Linked DNA regions of Mus musculus: regions 1 and 2 are each linked to region 3. The links are chromatin contacts, called in public HiChIP or PLAC-seq maps. All regions are on one chromosome and are shown on one strand. Each heading gives the region's core, a stretch centred on a gene start, on an enhancer-like site or on the middle of the called end of the contact. The rest is flanking DNA. Distances are from core to core; before and after follow the strand shown.

Region 1 (3,104 bases), core at 333-2,832, 520 kb after region 3:
GTGTGGTGCATAGGGAAGTCACATTGTCCTTCTAAACACTTTGGGTGCCTCAGATGGCCAATTGTTGTCATTAGATGGACTCCCTCTCAGGAATTTGAGCTGGCGGGTAGAGGGAGCAGTCTGCATATACTAGAAGCCATTTTTGTCCTCACTTCCTCTTCTGAACTTTTCTGAAAAAGCTCTCCCAGGAAATCATCTCTAGAATCCCAGCAGGTCGGAGAGGGAGTCAGAGGCTGTGGGAAATGGCAAAGCTACAGACCTGTTTGTGTTGGAAAGATGTAGGATTTTGAGGTCTCTGAGAAGCAAGCTCCATCTTTTTGCCTCACCCAAAAGGCATCTTCTTGTAGGAATGAAGGCCCATTGGGAAATATTCTTGCAGGTGGCCCCATCATTCAAGGATCACTGCTTCTGAGCTTCCATATTTGTCTCTGGGTTTTCAGAACTTGTCTCTGAGTTTTCAGGCAGGACCACTGTGTGGTCCACAGCAATTCCTTGACAAGTGCCCACAGGCACCTTAATGGCATTGTAATGGCTCCACTTGCTGCTTGAGTGGTTTTCAGTATACCCTCTAGCTGCTGTTTTCCTGGGGAGACTAGCTGGGGACTTGGTGAGTCACTTCTTGGCTGTCTGACATAGCAACTGTCCACCCGTGTCTCGGAGACAGCCTCTAGATCTTTGCCCAGGGAACCCTCTGGGATCCTGTACAGATCTCTCAGAGATCTTCCTGCAATGTTTGTCAGATCCTTGCAAAGGTCCTTCCAAATCTGGAATATGGCTGGACCCATTGATGAGACAGGCGCTCCTGTGGAGGCTCCTGGGTGGCTTTTATCTGCCAGTGTTGAGGAAGATGGAGCTTCAGGATTAACTTCTGCATGACCCATCTCTGGGAGTTGGTTCTCAGACTTTACCAGATGATATCTGGATCTTGTAGGGCCAGTGGCCCTGGTTGTTGGCCTTTGTGCTTGGATGAGAAGGTGTTCAGGGCCTTGGAACTCAGGAACCATCCAGCTCTGAGGTGTGACAGTGTCCCAAGGGAAGGGTTTCTGGAGACACGGGGGCCCAGGAACCACACATCTTTGAGAGGAAGTCTCCTTCCTCATTGGAGGCTTCCCAGCTCCAGGGAAGGATGTCCCCAGCTGAGCTCAGGAGCCTCAAGCCTACTCCTTCTCTTCCTTTCTTGTCTTCATTGCTTCTTGTCTTCTTCCAATGAGAGAAGAACATGACAGCAGAGCTCATGAAAGGCATTCATTGGTGTGTCCACAGTATGGAAGAATGCATCCTGGAATATTAGTGCCTATGGTTTCAGGAGAGTGCAGAGAGCACTTGCTAATTGGACAAAGTCCAGTGCTTGTATAGGTGTTCTTAGGGCATGGACCTTTCTAGAGTAAGATTTCCAGAGTGAGGATGGCTGGCATCTCAATTTCTGAGCCTGAGGGAGCTCAGGGATTGGTGAGTTTACCTGTTCAGGGATTGGTGGGTTTTGATGTCCAGGGATAGGTGAGTTTCTGTGGGAAGTTCAGGGTTTGGTGGATTTTCCTATTCAGGAATTGGTGGCTTTTATTCAGGCTTTTCACCTAGAATTAGCATAACGTGGGTGGGGCCTGTTGACATGCTGGAGATGACCCTTCTGACAGTTATGACAGTTAGTGGGGTTCTGGGGGAGGGGCCTGGCTGCTGGAGAGCCTCAGTCTCAGCCAGGACCATTTTCTGAGTTGAGGTTTACAAACTTTATAAAGTGTACAGAGTTTACAAAATATATAGAGTTTGCAAAGGGAGTCCAGGGCAGGAAAGCCATTCCTGGCACTTGAGTGGCCTGCATATCTAACCCAGGTGTTGTCATGAACCCCTTTTTAAAGTGTTGTTCCAGCTGCTCTCAGAGCTCTGGGTAATCTTGACAACATTCCCTTCTCTTGACAAGAAAGAACACCTGTCCTGGAAAGATGATTTGCTGGTAGAGGACACAGTCTTGAAGCTAGATTCTGAGGACCTGGAGGCAGGGATATCTGCAGCCAGCAGGACCTTGGAGGCACCGTCTTGAACAAACACACTAGTGGTACAGTCCTACCACTGACATTGGTAGCTGAGTCACAGTGAGCTGTGCACAGACCTACATCTTCTAGATCCTGGAGAATCGTTCTAGAATTGGACTACCCTTTGCAGGAAGTCTAAATCTCTCAGATGTCCCTTGCTAATTTGAGAGCTTGCCATCTCCCTGGCTTCCATGTTGAGTGCCCAGTCACAGGGCTCCTGCTGCTTTGCTTCCTCCAGTCCCCAGTACCTCTACTACTTGGTGACTGGGATACCATGCTGCTCTCCCAAACTGACAGCCCACGGCAGAGATCTCCAAAGGCCACACCCTCTCGCTCCTGGGTCTTATACACACCCTTGGCTTTGGCAAACAGGACGATGAGACCACATTTGCTGGCAATTGGCAGCTGAAGGACGACACCCTGAAAGAAGATGTGTTGTCTGTTCCACCACGGTCCCCACAGTTCCACATCATCTCTCCAGCTTTAAGGAGACCCCACCTTCCCTGCTGTGGCTTTCCAAAGCATCCAGAAGCACGCTTGCCGGCCCAGGAGTGTCCCAAATGGTGGGATAAAGTAGAGGAAGCATTTTAGCGCTTCTTACTGCTACATCAGTAATTCTTGACACCCAACCCCCTTTCAGATTCTCTCTTCCTCCTCCCTCTCAGCAACACACAAGGAAGGCGTGTGTCTCAGCTGGCAGGCTGCTTGCACAATACACACCGGAAGCTCTGGGTTCCACCCCAGCACCTTGTACAGAAGAGTGTGGTGGAGCACACCTATGTGGTCCCAGTCCTGGAGGCAGAAGGGTCAGAAGTTCAAGGTCAGTTTCAGCTATACAAGGATTTCAAAGTCAGCCTGGGTTACTAAGATCCTACCTTTAAAAAAAAATCAAATAAAAAAATACATGACAGTCACGATGGTTCACAGGGTGACCATGCTTGCCTCAAGTCAAGTGACCTGATCTCTGGGACCCAAGTGGGGGAAGGGGAGAACCAACTCTAACAAGGCGTCTTCTAACATCCACGAGTTGTCCTACACACACACACACACACACACACACACACACACACAGCG
Region 2 (2,836 bases), core at 30-2,529, 790 kb after region 3:
TCCATACAGTGCAATAAAGAAATGATACATGCTGCAACCCTGAAAACACTGGAGTCATCTTAAGTTAAAGAAACCACAACGATGGCATATACTTCATGACTTTATTTATATGAAATATTCAAAATGGACAAAACTTTAAAGGTATAAAAAGGAGGATGGAAAATGGATGGTAACCTACAGGGGTTCTTTGTGGGATGATGAACCTGTCATAGAGTTGGACTATGCTGTTGCTGAGATATAGCTCAGTTGATAGAGTGCTTGCCCAGAAAACATGAAACCCTGGGTTTCATCCCTTGCACTGCATGTAACCAGCTGTGGAGGCATAGCCTATGCTTCTAGCAACTGGAAAGGTAGATCCCCAGGTAGCAGGAGTTCAAGGTCATTATAATGAATATATATGCATATATATAATATGAATAATATATACTAATGTAATTATATATTAATTATTTAATATAATATAAGCTATATCTTATATTTACATTTGCATTTATATAAACAAAAATTTATATAAATATGCAATTATAACTTTTAATTATAGTAATTAAAATATATTTATAATAATTATTATGATATACTATAACAAATTATGTTAAAATGTTATATATAATTATAATAATATTATACATAGTATATTTAATATAATAATAATAAGCAATAATAATTTAAATCCTCTGAGATAGAAAATGCTCCTTGACTCTTTTCCATGAAATCTTTAGCTTGTCTTTCATTTTAAATTAAATAAGGTAAAAAAAAAATATATATATATATAGGCTGTAGTTCAACTACATTAACATAGTTGTTGTATGCTATCAGTGAGGAGGTTCACAGAGTCTCCACTATTTCCATGTGTAGCTATTTCTGCTGCTTCATCTCCTTAGCTGCAGTGCCCTCTGCTGCTTAATGCTGATAGAGATCTTCTGCTTCTGGAGAGCCACCTTCAGAAAAAAACCGAGGCACAGAAAAATTCATGAATTAAAAGCACCATGTTAATTTAAGAAAACATTCATAACTCACACATCTTGAAAAATACCTATCCAGGAAAGAACTGATCTTAAACACACAACTTCATAGCATCCTTTGCAGGATTAGCACTCTGGAGGCTACTGTGTACATTCCAGACTGAGGGGCTAGGTGTGTAGTACAACAACGTATCCCTGTCCGTCATTAACATACCAGGGACCAGTCCAGCGATGCAGCACCAGTGCCCAGCACATAGTGGACCAGCAGTGATGCCACACTCTGTGTCCTGATCTCTCATCCTGCTCTAATGTGCAAAGGCCACAGGAAGCACCTGCCTACTGTGGGCAGTGCCGTTGAGCTTGTGGGAGACACACCCTACTTCCTGCCCTCAATAATCTCGTCCAGTCAGGGCGAACGTTATCAATGAAATTAAAGTCTATGTTAAAATCTCCTCGGAGTAGGGAGATGGGCAAAGGAAACAGCCAATCCTACCAGAAGTGGAGCTTAAAACTGGGCTTGAACGGATGGATCATGGGGTGGGGGAGGAAGTCTGAGTGAAGAGCCAGGGAACTCAGCGCTGCTTAGGTGTGATCAAGGGAAAGGGCCCCAGTTCATGGTTGTGGATGTCGGACACTGTGGACAAGGGCAGGGGTGATTATTCTCTTTCCATATCGCTCTTAGGCTTCTCTTCAGACAGTGGAGCATTGTACATGTTCACTCACCACTCAAACGCTGGCTGCTGCCCTTCCAAGCAACAGCTTCGTAAGCCCATATATGCATCTGAGCCGGAGCCGGAGCCAGAGCCGGAGCTGGAGCCACGCCCAAAGCCATGAAGCCTCCTTGCCCACAACAATGGAACCACCACGGGAGACAGGCAGGAGTGCCACACCAGAATATAGCAGCCACACAGACATGTCGCTAGCGTGCCCTTCTCACTCTCAAGGAAGAAGGAGGAATTCTGAAAAGGCCAAAAGCAGGCCTTACCAAGAAGCTAGTTGATAATCAGTGGGTCTCTGGCTGAGAATAGCCTGGGAACTTAACCTTGGTCACAGGAGAAGTAGTAGGGAAGTGACTAAGATTGCTTCTGGGTGGCTCCTATACAGAAGCATGTCACACCCGGGGCACATCTCTAACCTATGCTGAAGGATTCTTTTGGGGGGTTGGTGGTAAGAGGCCCACCTGTGTCCATTGTAATTCATACATGTACTTAGAGTTGGGTCCCAGAGTCTGGCGAGTGTGAGAGGGTGTACCAGCCAAGACTCCACAGTTGTGTGGCCTTGGCTGAGCACAGCGGTGATGCCTGTCTTTCCTTGCACCAGCTCTTCATCCCCAGTCCTGAATACTTTCTGCCAGCAATCATAGTCAACCTCTTTAATGCCTCAAGTGCCATTGCCAAGCTGGAGACCTGAGAGACCTAGAACACAGAGCCACCCTGACAAAGAATGGAAAAGAATGTGGCGACCTAACTAAACGGCTACTCTGTAACCCATAAGGCTAGATGTTGGCATGAACCCACAGCCCACAGCCTAGAGTAAGTCAGTGGTAAGGGTGCAGTCATTCGAGGGAAGAGCCCAGCGTCAGGGGTAAGTGCAGACTCACACTGCTCACCCGAGAAAGGGGCACGCTGTGATGCCTGCCGCCCACGTCTGTCAGGAGCATAGTAAGGCAGCCTTAAACCACTCACTGGGCTGGGGGAGATCACTCCAGCTCTGAATGCTTTTATTTTGACATTTACTGTTGCGCCTCTCATTTCTAATTGTGCTCACAGGTCACTGCAGCCTGCAAGAGATTAGCACTTGTGGACCACAGTGGTGTCAGCATTAAAACCAACACCCAGGCCTTTTAGATCCAGGAGACTGATAGTTCACCTCTG
Region 3 (3,246 bases), core at 572-3,071:
TTTTCCCCATGGTAATCGGTTTTATTTGGGGGAGGTTGTGTTGGAGATTGGTTCTGAAGCTGTGATTCCATCGGGAATCTGCATTGAAGGTCCTTGTCCCCAATAGCTGGGCGTGGGGTGGGACACTGAGCGCTGTGCAGGTAGATGCAGAGAGGAACGAATAGAATTCCAATGACTCGGGGTAGAAGGGTGGGACGCAGGCGCAGGAGATGAAGCCTCTCTGCCCTGTGAGAACGGTGGGTGGCTCCTGGCCACTTCCCTGTTTGGGCCTGGGGTATCAGTGGAAGGTTTAGGAGTACCCACCCAGCCTTTGAGGTATCCAAAGCATTTAAAGTTAGCTAGTGTGTGTGTGTGTGTGTGTGTGTGTGTGTGTGTGTGTGTGTGTGTGTGTGTGTGTTTTCCATTTGCAAATCCAGATAGCCCCTGAGTGGATGCATGCATGCCACCCACCAGGAGCACAAACCGGTGTAGCATAAAACTCACCACTACAAGGTTATATGTTTGTATGTACATATGTGTAACATGCTTAGGGATGCTAGAGATTGAAGTCAGGTGTCCTCCTCACTCACTCTCCACCTCATTCACCTTATTGTTTGAGGCAGGGTTTCTTGCTGAACCACAGCTTCTTGACTAGAAAGGAATGGAAGGGAGGGCCTTTTGCCCATCTGAAGGACCTGCTTCTCCAAGTTCTCTGAGTTGACTTCATAATTTGTTCCGCCTTTGCTCGCCTGCCACTCTCCTGTACATGCACGCACAGAATCGCATACGCACACACGCATGCACACACACATGCACACGTGTGCACATACATAGCAAAACACCAGTTTGTCTAGACTAGTTGGCTAGCAAGCTCCAGAGATCAGTGTCCACATATAGTCACCACTGGATTGCATCACACATGGCTACAGCTGGATGAGAAGTTGATGCAGGGGTCCAAAGCTGGGTCTCTATGCTTGAGGCATTTCCCCAGCCAACCCTTTTGCTTTTTAAAAATGTCTTCCCTAGTATGTTGTTCACATAATAATCTTATTTTCTTGTAAATATATAACCCCATATCCTTGTAGAAAATCCAGAAAAAAAAAAAGTATAATCCCACCATGTTTTTCAAAGTCAAGACTACTTAAAAAAAAAAAAAAACTTATACATTGCAATCTTATTTTTCCAGTTAGTCATCTGTTGTATGTCTGTGAATTGTCCATCAACAGAATATTTTTAAAAAACATGCAGGGTTCACGTGAGTATATGTGCTGTCCTTGGATGCCTGACTAATATCTTCAGTTGCTTTTATGTATGCACATGGTTCCCTGGGGTAATGTTCTAGGAGTACATTGCTAGTACAAAACAACAAAAAAGTAACATTTATAAAGCACTTGTTAGGCCAAACTGTGTCCTTTATCAAGACTCTCCAATAATCCAATCCCCTAAGAATTACAGGCCATACTAAATAGTGTTACCATCTTATATTTGGGCTCAAAGAGTTGCTGACTCGTTAAAGCCCTAACTATTGTATGTGACAGGCCTCTTATACACTAATGCTAGGGCTATAGCGTTCATATTCCAGCTTGTTCTCCAGTACAGCGGCTGAACTGCTTCACACACCCATACCCTGTCATTTAATGCAGTGTAATATGTAGTCATTGTGTTCTTGTTCTATTTTTCCTGATGCTGTCTTCCAGGGCTATTGCCATATGCTTCTCTGGCTTGGGTTTCATTCACACCAAGTGTGTGTGCGCGAGTGTGTGTGTGTTTTACCCTGTGTATACCACAGCTTCCTCAGAGCATCTGCAGCCTTCCTCCTTCTCATCAAGACTTTCCGTTTCCTGTTCTTCCCACTTCTTGTTCACCCATCTGTTCAAGCAAGACTGGGCGCCTTTCCTGTCTCTAGCTGCTATTCTTGGCTGGTTCCTGCTGCTGCTGTCAGTGTTGGCTCCCATGTCTGCTTATCTTGTGATCTGAGGACACTCTTAGAAGCTGAGCAGAGCCCACCCCAGGACCCTTCTCGCCCTGTTTTGCTGCAAAACTGACAGTCACTCTTGTCCATAAGTGACCCTCAAACATGGTCTCCATTAGGGACAGTGGGAACAGCAGACTATGTGTCAGACCCTAGCATCTCACACATTACTGGAAGGAAGAATGTGAGAGAGGGGTTTCTGCCCATCTGAAGATCCTGCTCCTCTCAGTTCTCTGACTTGACTTCATTACTGGTTTTTCCTTTGCTCACCTGCCACTCTCCTGTACATGCACACAGACACTTGCATACACACACACACAAAACTTTGTTGACTGGATCCTTGTTTCCTGGAACATGCTTTTCTATCATTGCTTCTGATTCCTCCTCCTTCAGTACCTTCAGAATTCTAGAAAACATGCTCTCATTTCCATGCATCCTCCTGCATCTTCTCCAGAGCTTCCTACTCCTTTCTTGGCTTTAAGAACGTACAGACTGTATCTTCCTCTAAACTCATAGAGGCCAGGAGCCCACATCTCAACTGTTATTGTATTTTCTGCATGGCTTAACACAATGTAAATGAATGTATTTATTAATCAAGTTGATAAGGAAGTAAATAATAAATCATAAAACCTTATACTATTTAAAAAATATCAAAAAGGTACTGAAGGTATATAACTAACACCTGAAAGATGTATTTTATAAACAACCAAATTGCATAATATTCAGCCAACTTAATGCCCCTGTAGAAATGCCTTTCTTCTTTTAAATAAGGTCTCACCATGTAGTGCAGGCTGATCTTCAACTGCCAGCAATCTTCCTGCCTCACCCTTACAAGCAGTGGATTTGAAATGTACTACAATGATAAACCATTTCTAAACATTTTAGAAAGGAAATAGTTTAGTGAACCACTAGAAGTTAGTATCTCCATTACAGTTGGTAAATGTGCATTAAATCTTTGCTAGGAAAGCGTAGAACATGAATGTGAGTCCATCTAGGGAAGACATGGGCGAGCAGCCAAGGGATCTGGTTCTTGGTTGGCTGCCTAACCTGGAGCATATACTCCCAGAGAATATGGCTGACAGGAATATCTGTCAGTAAATGAGAGGATCTGCCACACAGGTTTGTTGTGAAGAGTAAATGGATCCATACATGAAAAGCTCATTGTGAGGGTCTATATACGCTCAGCCCATGGAGTGGCACTGTTAGCAGGTGTTCTCCGTGGTGGAGTAGGTGTGGTGTCACTGTGGGCGTGGACTTTAAGACCCTGATCTTAGCTGCTGGAAGCCAGTATTCTG

What was found. HiChIP or PLAC-seq counts read pairs in DNA pulled down with a chosen protein or histone mark.
Region 1: an H3K27ac HiChIP or PLAC-seq map of large pre-B cells shows a contact between it and region 3, with 4 times the contacts expected there. The contact joins the promoter of AY702103 here to the enhancer-like site in region 3. A contact is called at or near these places in 3 of 39 promoter capture datasets (the 3T3-L1 cell line, liver and neutrophils), 1 of 115 datasets of contacts at active chromatin or transcription factors (large pre-B cells) and 1 of 9 other capture datasets (embryonic stem cells).
Region 2: a contact with region 3 is called in an H3K27ac HiChIP or PLAC-seq map of large pre-B cells, with 7 times the contacts expected there. The contact joins two enhancer-like sites. A contact is called at or near these places in 1 of 484 Hi-C or Micro-C datasets (bone marrow-derived macrophages) and 2 of 115 datasets of contacts at active chromatin or transcription factors (cardiomyocytes and large pre-B cells).

Annotation. Positions count from the first base shown.
Region 1 is chr17:50,237,686-50,240,789 of GRCm38.p6, reverse strand. AY702103 (cDNA sequence AY702103) reads right to left here and starts at 1,582. Exons shown (of 2, transcript NR_131975.1): 1 at 1-1,582.
Region 2 is chr17:49,967,069-49,969,904 of GRCm38.p6, reverse strand. No RefSeq gene overlaps it. Among named protein-coding and RNA genes, the nearest start is that of Gm52302, 66 kb to the left of the region's middle. Within about 2 kb of position 1,279, at least 40 of the 459 cell types and tissues checked have an H3K27ac peak or open chromatin away from gene starts, as enhancers often do.
Region 3 is chr17:50,762,191-50,765,436 of GRCm38.p6, reverse strand. All of the region lies in intron 18 of Tbc1d5 (TBC1 domain family, member 5), which reads left to right. Among named protein-coding and RNA genes, the nearest start is that of Gm41598, 27 kb to the left of the region's middle. Within about 2 kb of position 1,821, at least 73 of the 459 cell types and tissues checked have an H3K27ac peak or open chromatin away from gene starts, as enhancers often do.